Linked DNA regions of Mus musculus: region 2 is linked to region 1. Evidence: chromatin contacts called from public Hi-C data. All regions are on one chromosome and are shown on one strand. The core of a region is the stretch at or near the end of the contact, and the rest is flanking DNA. Distances in the headings are between cores, read along the strand shown.

The links. Hi-C and Micro-C count contacts between places; a contact is called where the count stands out from the background.
Region 2: a Hi-C map of Th1 cells shows a contact between it and region 1, with 3 times the contacts expected there. The contact joins the promoter of Msl3 here to the enhancer-like site in region 1. A contact is called at or near these places in 1 of 39 promoter capture datasets (macrophages), 9 of 484 Hi-C or Micro-C datasets (CD4 T cells, CD8 T cells, Th1 cells and 4 more), 4 of 115 datasets of contacts at active chromatin or transcription factors (the SCID.adh cell line, effector CD8 T cells, embryonic stem cells and 1 more) and 2 of 9 other capture datasets (adipose tissue and liver).

Annotation. Positions count from the first base shown.
Region 1 is chrX:168,637,916-168,642,306 of GRCm38.p6, forward strand. No RefSeq gene overlaps it. Among named protein-coding and RNA genes, the nearest start is that of Gm39550, 15 kb to the left of the region's middle. Within about 2 kb of position 1,981, at least 82 of the 459 cell types and tissues checked have an H3K27ac peak or open chromatin away from gene starts, as enhancers often do. A contact at or near this core is called in CD8 T cells, the SCID.adh cell line, Th1 cells and 5 more, where this site is marked.
Region 2 is chrX:168,671,761-168,675,965 of GRCm38.p6, forward strand. It overlaps Msl3 (MSL complex subunit 3), which reads right to left and starts at 2,112. Exons shown (of 13, transcript NM_001370791.1): 1 at 1,968-2,112; 2 at 503-585; 3 at 35-130. The coding sequence starts at 2,069.

The DNA.
Region 1 (4,391 bases), core at 731-3,230:
CGGTGGGGTAGTCTCTGGATAGTGCATCCTTTCCTCTTAGCTCCAAACTTTATCTCTGAACTCCTTTCATCGGTATTTTGTTCCTTTTAAGAGAGGAAGAAATTCCAACACATGCTACAGCATAAATACTCTTAAATACATTATGCTAAGAGAAATAATTGAGACACAGAAAGACAAATGCTGCAGAGTTCCACTTATTGGAGGTCCACAGTATAGCCACATTGATAGAGATAAAGTACACTAGTGTTTGACAAATGCTGGGAAGTGTAGAAAATTAAAAGGTTTTGTTTCTATGAAAAAACTTTGAGATGTTCTAGAGGGAAAAGTTCTAATGATTTGCTCCATATATTTAACTATACACTTAAAATGCTAATTGGGGAGGCCAGTTAGATGGCTCACTGGGTAAAGACACTTGCAGAGATGCGAGCCTGATAACTTCCATTTGTTTCTTAGAAGTCACACTCAGTGGAAGGAGAGACCCAGCACCATTGCCAAGTTGTCCTCTGATCAACACACAGGCCTTATGGTTTGTACCCCTTCCTGCCCCCACATACACACAGTAATAATTAAAAAAAAACAAAAAAGAAAAAACAAATGATAATGGGAAGCCAGGCATGATGAGGCAGACCTTTAATTCACCTTCAAGGGAGAATCAAGAAAATCAGAAGTTCAAAGTCATTTTCCAATATGTAATAAGTTCAAGGTCAGCATAGGGTTCTTGAGACTCTATCTTATACAAAACAAATAAACATGCAGAGGACCTGGGATTCTCCTCACCTGCATGAGGTTCACAATCATGTCTAATTCCAGGGAATCAAGCTAGCATGCAGGCAAAACATTCATACATAGAAAGTAAAGTATTTAGATCTAAAAATTAAAAAAGGAAAAAGTTAATCTGGTAAATTTTATGTAATAAATTTTTACAGCTGAGAACTTAATTTTAATTTGCTTTCGAAATTGGACACTATAAGGAAATGTGCCAGATTCCAGTGGCCAGCTATAGCAATTGGATAATGGATGGCTTTGACTCTCTTTTTATTTGTGCTTTGATATGTCTGCCTTTTAGTTTGCCTTTGTATTTTTGAATCGCAACACTGGATGCCTGTTATTTTAAGAGAAAGAGAGAATGGTTACCTAAAAGGATATTAATTATCTTTGCATCTTTAGAAAAATGTGTCTCAGTAGGATGAAGGGAATAATTAAAGCATAAAAATAAATGTTAGAAAACAGAAAAGTGTAGTATTATTTGTAAACCCAAGAGCTAATTTCTTGAGGGAAAGAAAAGACATAACAAAAGGCTGGGGATGACCGCCCAACCTGTACTCCCAGCAGTGAGAAGTAAAGGATTTTCGAAATCCCATAATCTTCCAGGGAACTGAAAAAAAAAATCATAAAACTTCAAAAAGGACCAAGGGTCTGGATTTCAAAGTCGATCTGCTTCAAACTTTTAGCTTCTGAATGATCCCAAGCCAACTCTCTCGGAAGTAGGGAAATAAAAACATTAAAAGTTTTGCAGTTCGTTTTAGAAAGCTTAAACAGAAACAGAATTTCTAGAGGTCGTGTCCGCAGAATGATTCTGGCACAACCTGTGTGGACCTAGTATTTAAAGAGGAGGCATTCCTGAGTCAGCGTCAAAATCAGTAAAGACTACGGGTAGTTAATACAGGAGTTTTTGAAAGAAGGCTGAATGAAAATGTGTGCAGAAAGCAATCTGGCTTGCAAACCAGTTCTTCCTGTTAAGCCTATGGAGAGGGCGTGCGGGCCAGCTGCTAGACCAGGAGTTGAGGAGAGAGACTCAAGCCCCAGACTCATATTAGAGGAGGAGGAGTTATTGCTGCTTTTTCGTGCCTACTAAGGAGATAGTCCAGGAAGTGTTAAAAATTGGCGACTGTAATCGCCAGAGACAGCACAAGCAAGCAAGCAGATCATGATGAGCCCCCGCCTCCTGTCCCGCCTTCCTTCCCTACTGCCCCCTACTGGCAAATCAAAACCGAAAGTGGAGGCAGACGCCTGCAAAGAGAAAATGGGCTTTGAAGAGTTCTGTTCTGGGCTAGAGAGGTAGCTCAGCCATTAAATGCTAGGCTAACAACCAAAAAAGACAAGAGTGCTATTCTCAGAAAAGCCAGAGTGCTGCAGAAAAAAAGTGGATTGTTAGCCCTTTGATCATCACTGAAAGAAGAGCAACATCTGAAATCTCTTTATAAAATTCCCCTCCAGAGGGCCAGCGACATGGCTCTGCAGGAAATAAGGAACCAAGCCCTGAAAGAAGAGAACAGATGTCAGAAAGTTGTCCTTTGACCTCACATCTGCAGTGGTGTGTGTTTGTGTGTACATGTGCATACATACAATAAATAAATGTAGACTTTAAATAAAAATAAATACTCCCTCAAGTGCACAAAATATATCTGATGTTTAAAAATCTAGAGCCTCACTCCCCAAAACTCAAGAGCAAAGAAACTACCATCAGATATTCCTTTAAGAGTGACTTCTGGAAGCAAAAAAGAATTTACTTCAGTAATACAAACTTTATTTATTTATTATTGGTTATCATTGTTATTAGGGATGATTTGAGCTAAGGTATTACCATGTAGTACTGTCTGACCCAGAATTACTTATGTAGGCCAGGATAGCCTTGAACTAATAGAGGTGTTTACATCCTGGCCACCCTAGTACCGGGATTAAAGGCATGCACCATCAAGCCCAACCTTGATGTATGTTTGTTTGTTTGCTTTCATTTTATTTCTTTTTCAAATCTGTGAACATATACACTACCCCTCCCCACTTCTATCCCTTACTACCCTGTCTACCTTCTCATTCCTTTCTATCCTAGGGAGTTATAAGGACAATGTGTAGTTTTTTAATAGCTTAATTTCTCTGCCTTTTTCTTTACAAAATATGTGCTGTATTATTCTGCAAACCAGCAGAGATAGTTATAAGTGTTGAAAACTAAGAGGATCTGTAATGTAACCTGGCATAATGCAAAAGTAGAGGGCGGCTCTCAGATGTGTTTACAAATTGAAAGCAAGGGGGGGGGTGTTGCCATCATCCTGCTATGGTTGGCCCTTCTGGGCTCGGCCTCGGGAGCAGAGGGTACATACAATTTGTTGAAAGGAACATTTATGAGGATAGGATTCTTATATGCTAGTTCACTTTTGAGAAGGGGCATATATAATGTAAGGTCATTTAGCTACTTGTTGCTCAGTCTGCCAGAATAATTTGCTCATTCCTAAGAGGGAAATTTGGTTTTGCTTTTTTTTTTTTTTTTTTTTTTTTTTTTTTTTTTTTTGCCAAAGTACACCATGGTATGTTTCTATATGATATCTCAGCACAGTAAAAGTCAGGTTTCTTGCTGTTTGTGGGTCTTTCTAAGATTACTATTTTATGCGTATGAATGCTGTCCTTGCATGTATCTGGTGTCTGCAGAGGACAGACGAAGGCTTTAAGACTACTAGAACAGGAGTTATAGATGCTTATTAGTCACCGTGTAGGTGCCAGGAACTAAAGCTGGGTTTTCTGCAAGGACAAGTGTTCTTAACTGTGGAGCCATCTCTCCAGCCCCTAATGTACAGGTTTTCAATTTGGACCTTTCCACTCAGGAATCCAAGGGGGAGAGAACTGCTTTGCCTCACTGACTAGCAAATCTAAGACCCCTTCAGAAATGATCCAATGTGGTGTTTCCTCTACTCAGCACAATATTGGTAGTATTCCTTGGATGACCACTCAATTCATCTTTCATAAAGAGGAATAAATCATTGCCCTGGGAACCCGTTGGTGAGCAAAGTAGCAGTTCCTTGCTGCTAATCTTTACTCATGGGAACTTACAGTTGCTCTCGTTTCTTGTCGTTACTTCTGATTTTCAGATGACCACCAAATAGGCACACTTAATTGTTCCTAAAACACCAGGAGTAAGATGGAAAAGATGAAGAAACTTGGTGAATGTTTCAAAGAAATGTCAAGTTTTCATCTAAGTATTTTCCTAGTATCTTCCTGTGTTATAAACATGTCTCAGGACTGGAGAGATGGCTCAGTGGTTAAGAGCACTGACTGCTCTTCCAGAGGTCCTGAGTTCAATTCCCAGCAACCACATGGTGGCTTACATCCATCTGTAATGGGATCCGATGCCCTCTTCTGGTGTGTCTGAAGACAGCTACAATGTACTCATAAATAAATAAATCTTTTTATTTAAAAAAAAAATCTCGCAAGAAAATCAGCCTTCAACAAAATACCAAGGAATTCCTAAAGCCAGGCCTTTGAAGAAACTCTAGAAAGTCAAACAGGCATTTGTCTAGCCATTCCAGTTTCTGAGTTTGTTTGAATACAAAGGACTCTGTAAACATTAACTGAGCAATGGCCGTAGCTAACTTATGTTCTTAGAATCCCTAATAGGTTCT
Region 2 (4,205 bases), core at 862-3,361, 34 kb after region 1:
TATAGCACTTCCATTAAAGTTTTTGTATACTTACAGGCGAGCTATTGCTTTTTTGGCCAATTTGCGCTGTAATCTCCGGTTTTCATCTGTATCGTGTAGCACATGTTCTTCAGCTGCCCATCTATCCCAACTGGTTGAAAAAGAAGAGGATGTAAACGTCAGTATTTTGAAACAAATGAAACGGATGCTAAAAAGCATCATGAAGAAGTGCCCCAGACTTGCTGACATTTTAGAAAGCTATAAAAAAAAACTTCAAAACCACCAAGAGGTTACCAATAAAGCACAAAGGGAACTCAGCTACAGCAACCAAGATTTCTAGAGATTACTCATAGATCATCCAAACATAACAGACTTTAAAGTAATCATGCCTCAGACCAGGCAAGCTTTCCAAACAAAGCAGAAGCAGGAAATTAAACTTTTCTACAAGTGTTTCTAAAACTTAAAGTTACAAAATTATCTTGCTACAAAGGCGATTAAGTCTAACTGTAACAAGTTCACTGACCTTCTGTTCCAACCATTAAAATGTATCAGATATTCTGGAATCTTTCTGCCCTTTTCGTCTTTCCCGATAATAACATCGATGATCTGAAACCAGGAAATACTACTCACGCGTGGCACAGCAAACCGAAAATTACTATAAGTTTGGTAAAAAGAACTAGATCACAGTCCCTTCTTAAAGAAATAAGAAAGTACTCATCCCTCCCCCCTTTAGATCGAGAGCTGGGTCGTAACATTCTTCAACATTTTTTTTCCTCTTCTGCCCGAGTGGTTGCCTCAAAATAGGAAACATCCGTCCAACCAACCCAGGATTGGTCTCTTGAGTTTGAGACCGGGTGAAACTTCTGAAGTCATTGGTCGGTAGATTTGTCATTAGCGAAGGGCCCAGACTAGAGAGAACAGCCCTGAGACCTCTGGGAGTTGTAGTCACCTGGGCCTTGCCTTGTCCAGTGTCTTGCCTAGCTAGCCAGAGACTTCCACAACCCTTCCCCTCCCCTTAATAGCCATGCATTCCCTAAGGTGATAGCTGGTACAAATGAAACGTATATCCTTCCATCTCCTAGCGATAGAGCAAGCTGGAGGGATAGCAATAGGAGGTAAACAGAGTTAAGGGTTTCAGGAAGAACCAAAGATACATAATCCAGCACAGACCTTGGGGTGTTCCACTGGACAGCACTGCTGAAACATGGCTAAAAACACACCTGGTGCTGCTCCGAGTTGTCTCTGCCACCAAGGACTTCACCTTGGTGGCTGGAAACACCGATGCTCGCCCCGACCCCCAGCGCGCTGAATTTTTACCTTCTTTGGGCTCTGGAGCACTTAGGTGCCCAGTCCTCCACTTAAAAACTGACAACCGCAAGATATAGCTCAGCCTGGGCTGACCAAGCTGGATACAGGCGAGATGCGATTCTTTCCTAGCTCTGTTCGCCTCCCACCAATCCTTTAGAAAGCAACAGAGCAACCTTGAGCCCCTCCCTTCCCCCCCAGCAGGACTACAATCCTAAATTTGACCAGGGTTCGGGACTGACAGCTGGGAATAATTGAGGACCAGGTTGAAGATGTGGGTGGGGAAACTGGTCAAGGTGTCCTCTACTGAGCCCATGTGGCGAGAAGCCGCGTGGGACAAGGACAGATTCGTTACAAAAGCAGAGGCCTCAGGCGACAGTCCTCCTACACCGGTCGCCGGGATTGGCGCCCAGCGCTCAAACCGCCACCCTGGCCTAGCAACCGCGCGTAAGCGACGCGACACGGCCGGAAGCGGAAGCATCACGGGTCCTTTCTAGTTAGGGAAGTCGCGCGCCCAGCACGTCTCGCCAGCGTCCCCTGTAGTCCCGGGCCGCTCCACGCAGGCCAAGGCGCGCCCTGGTGGCTGTCCAGGACTCCAGGCCACTTGTCCTCCGCTGGCCCCTTTGCCTCCCATCCCTCGAACCCAGTCCCGCATCTCCTCCCTGTTCCCCCCGCGGCGGCACCTTGGCATCGTACAGCACTCGCGCCTTGGTAGGGTCAGGCTCGAAGCACAGCACTTTCTCCCCAGAGTGGAATTGAAATTTCATGCCCTCGCTCGCGCTCATTTGCTCATCGTGGCGGAGGGCGAGGCTCCGGGGCGGGCAGAGTGCGCGCGGTGGGGGAGGACGGCCGGGGAGGCGGCGCTCCGCCACCGGGGGGGCCCGGGAGTGGTGGAGGCTACGACCGCCCCGCCCTCGGCCCCTCCTCCGGCCACCCCGCGCCACTGCGAGGACCTTGGCAGTGGCGATGGAAGCGCGCGGCCCCGCCAGGGCTTGTCCCCGCCCGTCCCCTCTGGGGCTCAGAGAGGGGTGCGGACGGGGAGCAAGATCCCTCGACCGAGGTCTTCCAGCAGACCGTTCCCTCTGGTCCCCATGGGTTAGGATTCCCGCGGTTTCCAGGCTGCGCCCACGTGTGTGCCGAGCTGTCACCCCGGGCGTGCGCTCTCTGGCCGGAGTGTGGGGATCTCTTAGGGAGAGGATTGCTCTAGGGTAGTCACCAGGCGCCGAGGAGGCTGGATGGCGTCTGCCCCCAGGAGCTGCCTGGCCGCGCGCGCGCGCGTCAGCCCCCTCGGCGGAGCTGCGCGCAGATGAGTGTGGCCACGCGAGAAGGACGCGGTGTTGGAGCTGGCCGGAGAAGGGCAGTGGCCTTGAGCGAGGGGAGGAGACATTCCGGGCAGTTAATAGAACACTGGGTCATCCTTCCGAGAGGACCAGCAGGTAGGGCCTGGAGGCCCCAGTGAGCAGCGGACAGCAAAGCTTATGGGTCCTGAAAGGGTCGTTAACACCTTACGTGTCAGCTTGCAGCACTCCTGAATTGCTCCCCCATGGTCTATCTTTAGTGGCTCAAAACCTCCTGAAGAGTGGAAGCACCATTGAGACTGCTGTTAACAGAGTGCCTGCAAAGATCGGGCGTTCATAAATACTCCCTGAATGACCGACCAGAAGACAGGAGACTTGAAGGGCAGAGCTTCAGTGACAGAGAGGGCAGTGCTGGCCTGTTTCTTCTTGAGTGCAAAGCCACTAGGCAGTGTGATTACTAGATCAAGACCTGGCTGGAAAGTTGAGCAGATGGGCTGGGAGGTTTTTAGTGAACTGTCAGATTTCCCACAGCCACTCACTCTGTTCTTGCTTCCAGAAATTTGCGTCTCCCCACCCCCACCTCCCTTCACCTGGTACAAGGTCCAAATCTCTCACACCTCCACTTGGGCACTTCCAAGAGAAAGGTCCCGCAGGAGCCTAGAGGAACCAACCATGTATCTGTCCAGTATTCCCTCCCAGAACTCGACTTACCCTTTTATTACCATTTTCTTGCTCTGCTGGAGAATGGGTTGTTCATTTGCAAGATGGCCCCACTAAGAGGGTAAACTGCTTGAACCTGGGGGTTGGGGGTGTCTAATCCAGTGTGTCATTGTATACTCACAGCACACAATAAATATTTAATGGATGAATGATCACAGATTTATGAAATCAAATCCATAAAACTCAATGGCCAACTGGATATAACTGAGGGAAGGGAAGGAGGCATCTTGGGAGTCCTCCAGGTTTTCTAGAATTAAGAGCTGAGTGAGGAATAGCTCCACTGGCCAGATAGGGCAAAGAGGAGGGCAGGTGTGAGGAAAATGGCCAGATAATGACTTGGATCTAAGACAATGAAGTCCATAAGCCAGAACTGGAACCCTGATTCTCCAGGAATGTGGATAGTAGATGGTAGTGTTCCCTGTAAATGGCAGAGGCAGCTCTGAAGCACATATCACAGCTTATCACATGTAGCCATAGCTGGAGTAGTGTGGTGTTTCCGGTTCATGAACGGAAGAGTCCACTCCATGCTCTAACCTTTGAGGAGAGGTGGGTTCCTTTTTTTCCTATTCAAGTCCATCCTTGTGTCATGGGTGGCTCTCCTTCTCTGCCTTCCTCTATAAAATCTAAGAGTGATACCTATATACAGCTATTATATACATAGAAGTCTGATATCTCTCTCTCTCTCTCTCTCTCTCTCTCTCTCTCTCTCTCTCTCTGTGTGTGTGTGTGTGTGTGTGTGTGTGTGTGTGTGTGTGTGTGTGAGTGTGTGTATGTGTGTGGTACTGGACAAGTAATTAGTCTCTGTGAGATGGTGTGTGTGTGTGTGTGTGTGTGTGTGTGTGTGTGTGGTATTGGACGAGTAATTAGTCTCTGTGAGATGCTTTTGTTATAATTAAGCAAAGA